Linked DNA regions of Mus musculus: regions 1 and 2 are each linked to region 3. Evidence: chromatin contacts called from public Hi-C and HiChIP or PLAC-seq data. All regions are on one chromosome and are shown on one strand. Each heading gives the region's core, a stretch centred on a gene start, on an enhancer-like site or on the middle of the called end of the contact. The rest is flanking DNA. Distances are from core to core; before and after follow the strand shown.

Region 1 (3,868 bases), core at 547-3,046, 130 kb before region 3:
AGGGCATGTGTTACACATCCCAGCTTGGAGAGTCAGCCCCTCTGTCGGCTACAGAACCTGCTCTAACACAGTGAAGGCATACGGCCAGCTTCATACACTAGAATTACCGATCTGCAGTGTGATACTTTCAAGACCAGAGTATACCTGTTTTCACTTATTAAAATAATGTCAAAGGATTTATACTTTAGAGTTACTTTGGGAAGCCCAGCAGTGGTAGCTCACGCCTTTTAACGCCAGCACTCGGGAGGCACAGGTAGGCCTCAGAGTTTAACAGGCAGCCTGGTCTGCAGACTGAGTTTAGGGACAGCCAGGGCGACACAGAGAAACCCTGTCATGAAAAAAAACAAAACAAAACAAAAAAAAAACAAGCAAAAAAAAATTTTAAATAAAGAAAAAAAAACAAAAAACAGAACCACTGAGAAAAAAACTGCAGGAAAAACAAAAACAGAAACAGACACCATGCCACCATTTATGTTACTAAGCTTACTAAGGCTTGCACTAGAAAGAAGACTCATCTAAAGGGTCAGTCTCACTTCCTACAGAAAGTGGGCATTTCTAACACTGTGTAACAAAAATAAAGCCAGCTTAAAAGACAAAAGGTAATATTGGTAGCAGGGGAAGACATGCAACATTAAGGGCAAACAAAGACCCAGACTCATGGGTTCACAGTAATAGCAACATACATGTGCTGCAGTGGCTCTTTGTCCCTTTGTTTAATAAATCCAAGTTAAATGAAAAATCAGTATCAGCTATTAAGTGGAAAACAATGATGCGGGAGGAGGAAGCCAGGACTCAGAGCTGACATTCGCACCTCCCACTGCGGCCCCCTGACACCAGAGCCGATGCAAAGGGGCCTTTCCCATGACACACTCTGCTGGGCATGTAAGATGGCTGACACACGGTGAGGACCCCTTCTCGTCCCAGGTACCAACTTTGAAAGACTGATACTAATTCTGACAAGGGACTCAGGTGCTCAAGAGCCACTGTAATAGAAACAACATGGCTTCCCAGGGAGGAATCACTTTACACACTCAGGAAGGAAGGAGGATGTGTCCGGCGCTGGCTAATGCCCAAGGAGGAACTGGCCCTGAACAGATGAACTTCTATACCCCAGGCTTGTGCACTTTACATAGCTGACCTCTTTAATAAAATCACTTTTAGGTCCCAGCCCCAAGTCATACTTAGAACAATTTATAGAGAGACAGGTAGAGACTACAAGTCTGTCCTCTTGGGCAGATGGGAGACTTACACAGCAAAGACACTGCCAAAACTCTCTCTTATGTACATCAGTGCTGGTCTTTTCGAATAGTTGTTACCTAGGTCCACTTGCCCACCTGGCAGGCAGGACTACTGATGGTTGTGATCCTGCACTGCCCTCTTTGAGCTGCCGTTAGAGGTATGTCTTTGGGAATGGGCCTAAAGGCTGGTTCTAAGTCAGTAATGTCTCCTTTGTTATGGGACTGGAACCTAAAGGCTGGTCACTCCTGCGAAGCAAACATTTACATCCTAGGATTCTCAACTGCCCCTATTGCAGCGGGCCTGTTTAGCAGACCACTTATCTCTGGAATATTTTGGAGGCAGTGTTCCTTTAGCTAAATTCCACTTGTGTGACTTGAGTTCTCCAAAGCAAATCTATTATTGAGTCATTTATAACACTAGTTTTAATACTTTGAATTTCTTCAGTATCACTACCTCTCACTGGGTAAATGACAAGATCCTTTGTGAACAGGTTCAAACCAGTCTCACCTCCCTCTGAAAGGGACAATTCATATTTTCCACCAAAGAGGTACCTCAAAGTATCATTCAGAAAACTGCTCTCTGTGGGCAGATCAAAGGCACTCTCTTTTATACTGTACTTTCCGAGTCCTCTGGGGGTGGGATGCGAGCAACCCTCTTTTCACACAATCCCCCAGGAAGGCCACATTCATGTGGCTGCCTCCACCAATGACCTCGTGCTCAACAGGTCCCCACACCTTCACTATCTCCGATTTGCTTTGCTATTTGGTAGCAACAGGGCCAGCAGCAAAGACCCGCTTCTCTGTGAGCTCGTCTTCCCTTTCATCCCTGAGAGCCAACGTAACTTTTGACCTCAAAGCCTCTCTTAGTCACTCCAGATGGCCTGCACAGCTCTCCGTGGTGCCCTCTAATCTTCACAGCCTCCTGGCCAGGCTTGGCCCTGACAAGCCAGCCAGAGTTTCCAGTACTGCCCTCCAGAGTTCTCAAGCAGTAACCTCATGGTGGTCACCAATTGCCATGTCTGGACACCCACCCAGGAATCCCAAGCCTGGCTCCAGGTGCCAAGCAGCCCCATGTCCTTCCAGAAGCTTCCCAGCCCACTCCATGCTAAGCTGGCCAGCTCTGGGGTCTCTCTTGTGCTACCACTCAGCATCAAGGTCATTGTTCTGCCTTTATTGCTCCAGGAGGTCTTGGCCAAAAAGCGACAGTTTGCAAACCTGCAGAGCTACACATGCCCCGAACTGTGCCATGTGACTCAAAGGCAAGTATTTCCAGGCATGAAATCCTACTGTGAAAGATTTAAGAGTTAATTACCATTACTCACGCCAACCTCTCTTCAGAATCCTGAACCTACTGAGAAAATGGCACACACTTCCAACATCGAGGGTCATGCAAGCCCATCAGAGACTGCTTTCCCCAACAGCAGCAGCCTGCAGCTGGCAGTATGAAGTGTGGTCTGCTCAGCCACAAGGTGAGCAGGCTCTGGGCTGACCCCGGGGCTGTCTCCTTGTCATGCAGGCACCTGCTTTTCTTCCAGGCTGTGATCATGAGACTGTAATTAATGCATCGTGCAGCCTGCTGGACACACTGGGTACTGGTGTGATGCATTTGTCATTGCAACCACCCTGCCAGGTGCATTCCTAATGTCCCCCTCCTACACTGGCTGCCTAAAGAGAGTAAACAAGTCTCAGAGTTTCCCTAACTTGGACATGGAGCTGGGCTGCCAAACTCCAGATCCTCAGCGCAGGCAAGAAGCCATCCACCCTCAGCAGAGAAAAGCTGACAGCCTTCCCCCAGCACAACCCAGAGCTGTCACAGTACTTCAGTCACAAAAAAGGGGCTCTGCCAGGGGACGGGAGGGGAGCACAGGAACTGTAGCACCCTGGATGAGGTCACCAGAGGGGCTGCTGAAATTGGAGATGGTTTGCTGGAAGCCAAGTGGCTGACATTGGCATGCACGACATCAGTTCAGTCATCGCCTGGTCCTACCCCAAGATGGGCTGCAGAAAGGGAAAGACCCGTAAGGGCGGGAAGAAGCTCTGCTGCTTTTCCATCAGGACATGTCTGACAGAGAACCAGTTAGCGCCTGGAGCCCGGCTTCACACGGCGCTATCCCACTAAACAAAACAGGCCTCTCAGACTCAAAGCTTAGCCCACTGAGTCCGCTTTTCTGTGGCTTAGACGTATTTTCTCCCTTTTGTAACTGAATCTAGTGTGCTTTTACTAAAGAGCCTCCTGCTAAATAAATCAGAGCCTGCTTCTATAGGCTGTGGGGCTCACAGTTCACTACACACTGGACCCCAACAGCAGACAGTCAGGAAGTCTGCTGCCCTAACCTCTGGCCAACAAGTATTTTTGTTCTAAACAAGTCACCAAAGATAGGAAATGCTATTTTTAGACAGAGAAAATAAAGAGTAAAAATCAGCCCTAGGGGTCCAAACCTTTGTGAGCCGACTTGTCCTGTGACAGCAAGAAGGCCACCTGCTGAGTTTACTAACAAGGTAGAGCCCTGCTACAGACTCAAGTGCTGGGCAGAGCTGACCTCAGCTGGAGCAGTGGTTCTCAGCCTCGTGCTGCAACCCTTTAACACCAGTGCTTCTCAAGCCTCCTAACACTGCACCCTTTATATACA
Region 2 (4,193 bases), core at 474-2,973, 180 kb before region 3:
TCCTGCAAGTGAGAGTTAGGTGGCCTAACAAGTTTGTCAGAACTGTGTGGACTCTCTTCCGGATAGAGACTGAGGCCTCTATCAACTTCAGCCTTTTCCTTTCCAGGTGGTGAGATTCCTGAGGAAATGCCAGTTTCTTGGATACATTGTCTCAAAAGACAACAGGAAGGCCACGAGAATCTCTTCAAAATGTAGCTCCTCCTGCCAATCTCTTCACATTTCTAAATCAAATAACACCCTTATCAGTGCAGCCACCATGGCTCCCCGCATCAGTGTAGCCATCAGTGTAGCCACCGTGGCTCCCAGAGTCCCTCCTCTCCTCTCTGTGATCTTATGGACACTCCAGGATTTGGTTTCAGTCCATGGGGCTACCATTCTCCCATTCCTTATTTGAAGCTATAAGGTAGAACCTAAAAGAGACTTTTGTCCTTCTTGCCTACAATCCAAGGCTCTTTCTGTCACTACTGGCTGTGAGGCCTGGAGGAAGTTGCTAAGTTTCTCTGTGCTTCAATGTCTTTATCTGTTAAACGGGGGGGGGGGGGGGGGGGGGGGATGAGACCTATGGGTGGGTGTGTTAAACTAGGGAGAGCTGTGCCTGGCACTCAGCAAGTTGCTGGTCAGTGCTTGCCAACAAGGTCACCACGGTCTATAATGTCCATCAGCACCTGCCCTTGGGAAGATGACAGGCAGTCCCAAGGTTCCTCTGCATGGTTGCAGGCCTGTTTCAGGTTCAATGGACTACAACCCAAGCTTCAAGGACAATGAGTCTATTCCTGCTGACATCTAAGAAGGCCCTTTTGCAAAAAAAACCATAGCTGTGTCTTTGTCTTGTCCAGCTATATCCCCCCTCTGTGGTGCTCTGATGTGAGTGTCCTTGATCCCTAGGCTTTTGTTTGGTCCCTGGTAACGCTGTCTTGGGAGAGGCTGAGTATTTTAGGAGGTGAAATGCTGGGTATTTTAGGAGGTGAAATGCGGGGCAGGGTAGGGTGGGGACCCTCGGTGAGCACAGGCCCTTCTGCCCTATACTTCCTGCCTGTAGTGCCATGAAGAATGGCCACCACCACACATTCCACCACTGTGATGTTCTGGCTGAGCACAAAATGCCCAACGACCAAACACCGTGAAACCATGATTCAAAGCTGACCCTCCCTCTTGGATGTCGAATCTATAACATATATTGTTCCAGCAACAAGTAACTAGACCCTCCCCAAAGCTCACACATCCAGCGGCCTTACTAGTATTACTATACAAAATTTAATTTAAAGAGAAACGTCCAGAGCCTGGCAGTGTTTCGTTCTCTTTGCAGACTCCCACACTATGCTGCTGTACTGTCCATCTCTATGCTGCTGGTGGCTGCCATGGAGTCTGCACTCAGCATCTCACTACTGTGGAGTGGATAGGTGTGGCTTCTTTCCAAGGAGAGAACTGGGAAGCAAGGAAGGCACTGCCCAGCCTGTGGGTTTAAGGAGGCCCTTGCTCTCAGTTCTGTAGGTGCATAGGGTCACTACTGAGCAGAAGGACCTCTTAAAGGGCCGTATCCTGAATATCTTCCCTCTTCTCTTCCTATTCCTGGTCCTGCTTTCTCACCAGACTTTCTGTCAGATCCCAACATATCTGAATCCTCTTAGAATTTGCTGGGCCGACGTTTGCCTGACTGCCTAATAGAATAATAGTGTAACAGGAAACATTTCCTTCAACCTAACCTCCTGCTAAGCACATGGTCATGTGACTTCCCATTTTACAACTTCTGAGGTATAGAGAGGTTAAGGGGCTGGCCCAAAGTCACACAGCAAGAAAGTAACAGATTTGAACCTGTCATCCCACTCCCTCTGTCAAGCCCTTCCAGGAAAAGTGCTGCCTGGCTGTAAGAGTCACAGGAAATGGGAACTGCAGTCACTAGATTAATAACTCACTAGTAGACCTCACGACCACTGAATCATCTTAGAACCTAGTTATCATTAGTAGCATCTGTGTCTGTTTTAATAATTTCATGATTGCTAAGAAAGACCTGGCCATCAAGCTGTCGCTCCAGGTCAGGTGACATGGCAGAGCTCATGTGACCCTCTGTACAACAGAATTAGATGGCATTATTGTTTTCTATTTTACAGGTGGGGAAACCAAGACACAGAAAGTGAAATAAGTTGCTCACGTCACACAGAGAAGCAGAGAGTAAATGAGAACTCAGTAAGGGGTAGAGATGTAGGAGGTTGGGAGGAGAGGACAGAACAGAGCTGACTACACACGCCCAACCCACCTACCAGGCTCTGGAAATGGATGAGACCCACTACCATTTGTGGTCAGGCGCTGACCCTGGCTCCTCTTTCCTCTCTGAATTCCATGAGAATAGCTGTTTTCCTCAGAATCCCTACCCACTCCCCCAGAGACAGCAGTCTTCCAACAATAAGAAGCAGATGTTCTCCTCTTTAGCTTTAAGCCAAGAGACAATTCATGAAGTTCCAAAAATCACGTAACATACCATAATAATCCCATGACATCACTCACACATAATAACTGTCAGGTCCCGACCCCCAGGATGGCAGTCCGGGCTCAGTTCCGGCTGCACCAGCACTCCTCTGAAACCGAGCAAAGTGGGTTTCTGTTTGCCAGGGAGAGCCATTGCTTTCTCTCTCTTACCTCTTTGCCAACCTCCTTAGGGTGCAGCTAGTTCTCTAGTCACCCCAACAAACCTCCAAAGACCAAAGCCTCCCCCCCCCTCACCGCTGCAGCATAACCCCTTTAACTGGCAGGGCTCCCACCATCCCCTGCCATCCTCTCTGCTCTTCTCCAGGACCAAGGTAACCAAAGACAGACACAAGATGTGGAAAGGAGGGAGGGAAGGGGATAGTCTCTCAGTGTCCCTGAGGCTGACTGAGGACAAGAGCAATGGGTAGGAGCTGGGTCCTGCAGCAGGGGCGGGGTGGGGCATGGACGGGCTCATATATTTGCAAGAGTGAAGCAATGATACCTGGAGTTCCCTGCAGTGTACAGTAGGTAAGAGGGACTATTGTTCATCTTTCTCATTGCTATGACCAAATACCCAACAGAAGCTGGTTATTGAAGGAAAAAGGATTTTTTTTTTTTTGGCTCATAGTTTCGGAGGGTTTGGACCATCATAGCAGAGAAGGTACGGTGGGGGCGCTCGGCTCACTGGCAGGGCTCCCATCATCCCCTGCCATCTTCTTTGTTCTTCTCCCTCCCTTTTCTCTCCGCCCCTCCCGGTTTCCCAAGAGGTAGTAGCTATGGCAGGCTCCGGAGAGTGCAGTTAGTTCTCCAACATGGTTGACAGGAAGTAGAGAATAAGAAAGGAAGTAGCCAGAGATAATATATGCCTAATGGCCCACCCCTGGTGACCCATTTCCTCCAGCTAGGTTCCATATTCTAAAGTTTCCAGAGCCTCCCAAAAGAACAGCACTGATTGGAGACCAAGTGGCCACCACGTGAGCTTGTGGAGAGCATTCCATGTGTGATCCACAGCAGGTGCTGAGCGTGAATCGTGGTCCTCCTCCTCAGTATGGGTTACAGTGTCCGCCTTTAAGAGGCTTGAGAACACGGAGAGCATCGTCTGTTGGCACGTGCCGGAAGCCTGTCATGTATAAGGACTCTGAGCTGCCTAGCCCAGTCTCTCAGCCTGCTGGACTCTCTCTTAGGCCACTCAAGACAAACAGAAGCACCTAATCCTGGGGACACTGGAGGAGGAAAGTCTGCCTGGAAGCACTTCTAGCTACCCGTGGTTACAGGGGTTCACAGAGAGTCTTTAAGTGAAGAAAAGGGAAAGAAAAGTCTCCACAAAATATCAGGTTGTGTGTAAAGCTCCGGTGGAGGAAAAATTAAGAGGAATCCAACATGTCCCTCAAGTCTATCCCAAACATCATTGCTACAGCTTTGTGGGTTTGGTTCTTAAATATGTTGTTTTGTTTGATTGCTTGATTAAGATTATTTATCTGTTTTTGCAGTAGTGAGAATTGAAGCCAGAGCCTTGTGCATGCTAGGCAAGCCCATGCTACTGAGCTACATCCACACCTGATATTTTATTTTTAAGATAGTCTCACTATGTAGCCCAAGCTTGCCTAGAGTTCCTGATCCTTCTAACTCAGCCTCTTGAGTGCTGTGATCTCATGTGTGTGCCATCAGGTCTGGCTCACCTTTGCCAGAGTTTGGAGTCCCCTTGAAGGTTTGGTGCCATTGAGAGGTAG
Region 3 (4,444 bases), core at 1,047-3,546:
CAACCATGAGGGACCCTGTAGGAAGTTCCCCAAACACAGCTTTGAAAAGGAAAGATCCAGACAGCCACAAAAAATGGGAGGCTTTCTCTTAAACCAGTCAGTCATGTGGGCTGCTCCCAAGCCTTTCCAAAAACACTGGTCAGAAAACACTGGTCAGGGCGAAGGCGGCCGGCGTGTACATCTGAGCCCATCACGACCATGGAGACAGCTCAAACAACTCTGGTCTGACCTCACTCCTCTTAGGTTCAAATATCAGCTCTAATGCCTCATAGCCCAGGAGCTAGTTTGCTCCCCTGAGCCTCAATCTCTTCATCTGTGAAATGGGAACAGGCTTGTCTGTCACTCAGGGTCTGTGGGCAAGTGCCATCGGAGCACCTGAGCAATGTGAGAAGGAGATGGCTCTGACTTCCTCTCTCTGGGGCTGCTGGGCAGGAGCTGCCTGGCTTTTGTCTTCTGGCTTCCAAAAGTCTATTTGTCACCCCTTTTCTGTACCTCTCACTTGCTTCAAGACAAAAACAAAAACAAAAACAAAACAAAAAAACAGTCTTAAGAGTTTCTTTTCTACTGCACGGGTCAGAGAGGACTGCTGTGCACACACCAGCTGCGCTGTGTTTCAGGAATGGGAGCACTCACTGACTCCATGCTTTCCTGGTTCCCAAGAGCAGCTGTGGATCCCTCTTAGCCCCTACCTTTTCTCCCAGGGCAGAGGACTCTGAGGCTGGCAAAGGGAAAGTCTCTCCCCTGGGTCCCCAGCTGGGAGATGTGTAAGCCCTGTAGAAGTCTTAGAAGGTTCGTGACAGGAAGGGCACTGAAGTCATGCCCTCTCCAGAAGTGGGAAGTGAGCAATTTGATGATCGGAGGAACTCATGGGACTGGCCGTCTCCTGTGCTGACCATGGATGAGGGCTTGCTGCTCATGTTATGCTTAAATTGTTGAAACATAGACAAAGCTTGCTTTTAGGTCTGTGGGAGTACCTTGAGAAGGTAAATGCTACAGCTGCAGGAGAACCTACGCACTGTCTCAAGAGTGGTCCTGGGCAGAGCACGGGATTGGACTAGTTCACTGCTCATCAATGGAGTCTTCAACAAGTTGTTTCGCCTCAAAGGTTGACTAAACATTGGCCTCACGGGTGCAGGCATGAGGTCTGAGTGACGGCTAGAGTGTCGGTTTGCACAGGATAGACATGATCTTATGAACCTGCTTGTGAGTTCTGAAGAGATGAGTCTCGGAGGCAGATTTTAAGGGATTCTAAAAGCTGCCCTAAACTATGGGGACCACCCTTGGACTGTCGAGGGAAGAGGCAGAGGCAGGAGGTCACCCATGGTTTGACAGGAATGGTGATAGCCTCAGCATGGTCAGAAAATGAATGGAAACCTCACTGTTTAGAATTAATTTGAACTTTCAATAATAAAGCCCTTTTTATGAGGAAGGAAGGAAGGAAGGAAGGAAGGAAGGAAGGAAGGAAGGAAGGAAGGAAGGGAGGGAGGGAGGAGAAAGGAAGGAAGAGAGAGAAAGAAGGGAGGAAAGAAAGAAAGAAAGAGAGAGAGAGAAAGAAAAAAAGAAAGAAAGAAAGAAAGACAGACAGACAGACAGACAGACAGAAAGAAAGAAAGAAAGAAAGAAAGAAAGAAAGAAAGAAAGAAAGAAAGAAAGAGTTTATTTTCTCTATTTGTTTGGATTTCTATCTGTGTGTGGCTGCCTTGCCCTCCTGGCTGGACAAGGGGCACAGCAAGGCTCTCAGGAGCAGCAGGGTTCTCTCCTCCAGGGTAGCAGCGCATGTCCTCCTTCCCACAATGCTGAGGCTGGGGACTGGGGAATGGATGGTCATGAGCAGTGCTTAAGGCAGAAAGTCTGAGTGTCTGGGTCATTCTGAATCAGGACCCTGGGGCAGGCAAGGGACAGACAAAATGGACCAGTTAGACACCTGTAAAAGAGCAGTCATGAGGTAGGCGTCCACCTTCAGTCTGTCCCATCTGTGCTGAGGGGCTCAGGGTAAATACCAAGGGCTTCAGGTGGGATGTGCTACTGTCACATCTCTGTCTCGGTTTCTACATCTTCAAGAAGTGGCAAGTCCCACTTCACTGCCTGCCTCTTGGGACACGACTGTGAGGCCTTTGGGATGATGTCATCTGTCTGCAAGATGTCAGACCCCAAATATCGTGTTAAGGGTGACCTTTGGGGAGCCGTGGGTGCCTGCTTGCAGGCATCTTAGTTTTTCTTGCCCCTTCTGGAGGATCTGGCTGGGTTGGGCGGGGCACTGTTTACCACATCCCCTCCCCACCCCTTGCCTGGCCTCAGATAGACACCGAAGCCTCCGCTGGTGGCCCTGTGTTTCAGTCGCACACAGCTGTCTGCCCACTTCTCCTGTGGTGTGCCTCACGGTCACTTGCTTGTCTGACCGCAAGTCTGCCCATCCCTGGGGCAGCCAACTGGCCTCAGCCCGTGCCCCAGGCGTGCCCTGTCTCTGTCTGGCTGCCCCAGCCCTACTGTCTTCCTCTGTGTAGGCTCTGCCCAGATGCCCGGCTGGTCCTCAGCCTCAGGACTATCTCAGCAGTGACTCCCCTGATTCTGGACTTGCACCTGACTGAACTCCTGCCCACCTCAAACCTTCACCTCCCACCACCACCACTCCGAGTCCCGCTGTGACTCCCACGCCCAGGAGACCACCCAAGTGCCCCAGCCTAAAGAATGGCTTTCTGAGAAAGACCCTGAAGGAGTAGGTAAGTAGACTCTAGTTCTTGTTCTCCCTGAGTCTGGGGGCCTTTTTTCTGTCTTTTGCATAACACTGTGGTGGGACACAGGCAAAGAACACTACGCAGTTAGTGTGGGCAGAGTCAGGGCTGGAGTTCCTTGTTCAACTGACTAAAAATGACTAGGAATGCCCTTGCTGAATGTTGGAGGGTTATGGAGGCAGGAGCATGGCTAGCATAATCCCTTGCCTATGCAAAACTGCCTGCAAGAAGTGGTGAGGAGAAAAAAAAAGAGAGACTCTGGATGGTAGACAGTCTGCCAGGCAGTGATAGGCAGTAGCCAGGGGCATTGGGAAGCTTCCAGGGGGCCGTTTTGTAGGGAGGAAATCAGGTACTACCGGCCAGTATAGTTTATTACTTTAACTCCATCTATCCTTCCAGGCAGGTGGGGTGCCTACTTCACAGAGAAGGAAATCTGACTCCACAGGGGAAGAGTGACATTCCTTATGGGTCTTGTCATGATATGGCAAGGTGGGCAGTCCAACCAGGTGTCACCACCCAAATCCAGGGCCTGGGTCAGATGATAAGAGGTAACACCTCTTCCATGAGAAGAGAGGGGAGCCCGGAGGTTGTTGGAAGTCTAGTCTAGAGAACAGAATAGGAGAAGGCGGCACATGGGTTAATAGCATAGGAAATAATGTCTGTGCTTAGGACGTGTCAAGAGGACCAGAGCAGGTCATAGATGCATTAGAGGGTCACGAGTAGTTCCTAAGAGAATGTCTGTGCTCTCTGAGGCAGTTAGAGCACATGGTAGCATTTCCGAGTCTAGCAGCGAACCAGGGCAAGCCTCTCTGCTTCTTTGAGCCTCCTGGGTCCTCACTTTCTCCATCTGTAAAATGGGGATCAAGGTGGCTCTATCTTTGTGAGGCTGTTTATGAGAACTCCAGGACATCAGAATGTCAAGATTGACTTCAGGGGCTCCTACACCCAGGTACCCTGCCCCATGGAGGAGAAGGGCTAACCACTGAGAGCCACCAAGAATACAGGGAAGGCTAGAACAGCCCTATCTGTCGTGAATTGTGAGAACTTGGGGACCTCCCAGAACCCTCAGAGTCCAGGTGAGGCCAATGGCCCCATGCAGCTCGGTGCATAGATGTCAATACTGGGTGGACCCTGTGGGGGACAAACCTGCCTTTTGGTTAAGAGTGATGAAGAGAGTCAGAACAGAAATTGGAACCCAGTCTATATGGCAGGATGCCGTCCCATAGGAAAACTCACAGCCTTGGAACATTGTCTAAGGACATTTCTCAGACAGCACTTAGCCACGTGATCCCCACAGTGGGGTGTTTTCTGCAGTAGCCCTGCCCTAGGGCCCGGTGTCCACTCTTCAGTGGACCTCAGAGAGAGAACGATAGAATCCCTGACTGGCAGGGGAGACAGAAAGGAGAGCATGTGGAAGATGGAAGAGAGACAGGCAGGCTACCTGCTGGGGAAGTGATTTCCTCACTTCTAGGGCCAAGCAGCATCAGATAGGCATAAGAAGATGGGGTGTGCTTTCTCCCAAAGCCAGGAGTGGGCTTTTGTGCATGGGGGCGAGGAGCAGCCATAGCCAGTCAGTGTCTTCAACTGGGGGAGGGTTGCAGGGACACACACATGGCTAGGCAGGGGTAGCAGCTGTCTTTTTGTTGTTGTTGTTGTTTTTTTTTAATTCTGGGTGTTGGGTTTGCTGCTGCTGACAGTTTGAGAGGGAGCTC

Evidence for each region. HiChIP or PLAC-seq counts read pairs in DNA pulled down with a chosen protein or histone mark. Hi-C and Micro-C count contacts between places; a contact is called where the count stands out from the background.
Region 1: a Hi-C map of CD8 T cells shows a contact between it and region 3, with 3 times the contacts expected there. The contact joins the enhancer-like site here to the promoter of Il21r in region 3. A contact is called at or near these places in 25 of 39 promoter capture datasets (the 3T3-L1 cell line, 3T3-L1-derived adipocytes, the C10 cell line and 16 more), 2 of 15 datasets of contacts at CTCF or cohesin (CD8 T cells and large pre-B cells), 21 of 484 Hi-C or Micro-C datasets (B cells, CD4 T cells, CD8 T cells and 8 more), 19 of 115 datasets of contacts at active chromatin or transcription factors (the 230-238 cell line, CD8 T cells, the HPC-7 cell line and 12 more) and 4 of 9 other capture datasets (adipose tissue, liver, macrophages and 1 more).
Region 2: a CTCF HiChIP or PLAC-seq map of CD8 T cells shows a contact between it and region 3, with 9 read pairs. The contact joins the enhancer-like site here to the promoter of Il21r in region 3. A contact is called at or near these places in 19 of 39 promoter capture datasets (the 3T3-L1 cell line, 3T3-L1-derived adipocytes, the C10 cell line and 14 more), 1 of 15 datasets of contacts at CTCF or cohesin (CD8 T cells), 6 of 484 Hi-C or Micro-C datasets (the G1E-ER4 cell line, cerebellar granule neurons, embryonic stem cells and 1 more), 8 of 115 datasets of contacts at active chromatin or transcription factors (the 230-238 cell line, CD8 T cells, T-cell acute lymphoblastic leukemia and 4 more) and 2 of 9 other capture datasets (adipose tissue and liver).

Annotation. Positions count from the first base shown.
Region 1 is chr7:125,472,910-125,476,777 of GRCm38.p6, forward strand. The region is part of intron 2 of Nsmce1 (NSE1 homolog, SMC5-SMC6 complex component); the gene reads right to left. Among named protein-coding and RNA genes, the nearest start is that of Nsmce1, 17 kb to the right of the region's middle. Within about 2 kb of position 1,797, at least 55 of the 459 cell types and tissues checked have an H3K27ac peak or open chromatin away from gene starts, as enhancers often do. A contact at or near this core is called in B cells, CD8 T cells, Th1 cells and 3 more, where this site is marked.
Region 2 is chr7:125,421,433-125,425,625 of GRCm38.p6, forward strand. All of the region lies in intron 1 of Gm30717 (a long non-coding RNA gene), which reads right to left. Among named protein-coding and RNA genes, the nearest start is that of Gm30717, 5.4 kb to the right of the region's middle. Within about 2 kb of position 1,724, at least 33 of the 459 cell types and tissues checked have an H3K27ac peak or open chromatin away from gene starts, as enhancers often do. A contact at or near this core is called in CD8 T cells, the G1E-ER4 cell line, the HPC-7 cell line and 1 more, where this site is marked.
Region 3 is chr7:125,601,133-125,605,576 of GRCm38.p6, forward strand. It overlaps Il21r (interleukin 21 receptor), which reads left to right and starts at 2,297. Exons shown (of 9, transcript NM_021887.2): 1 at 2,297-2,720.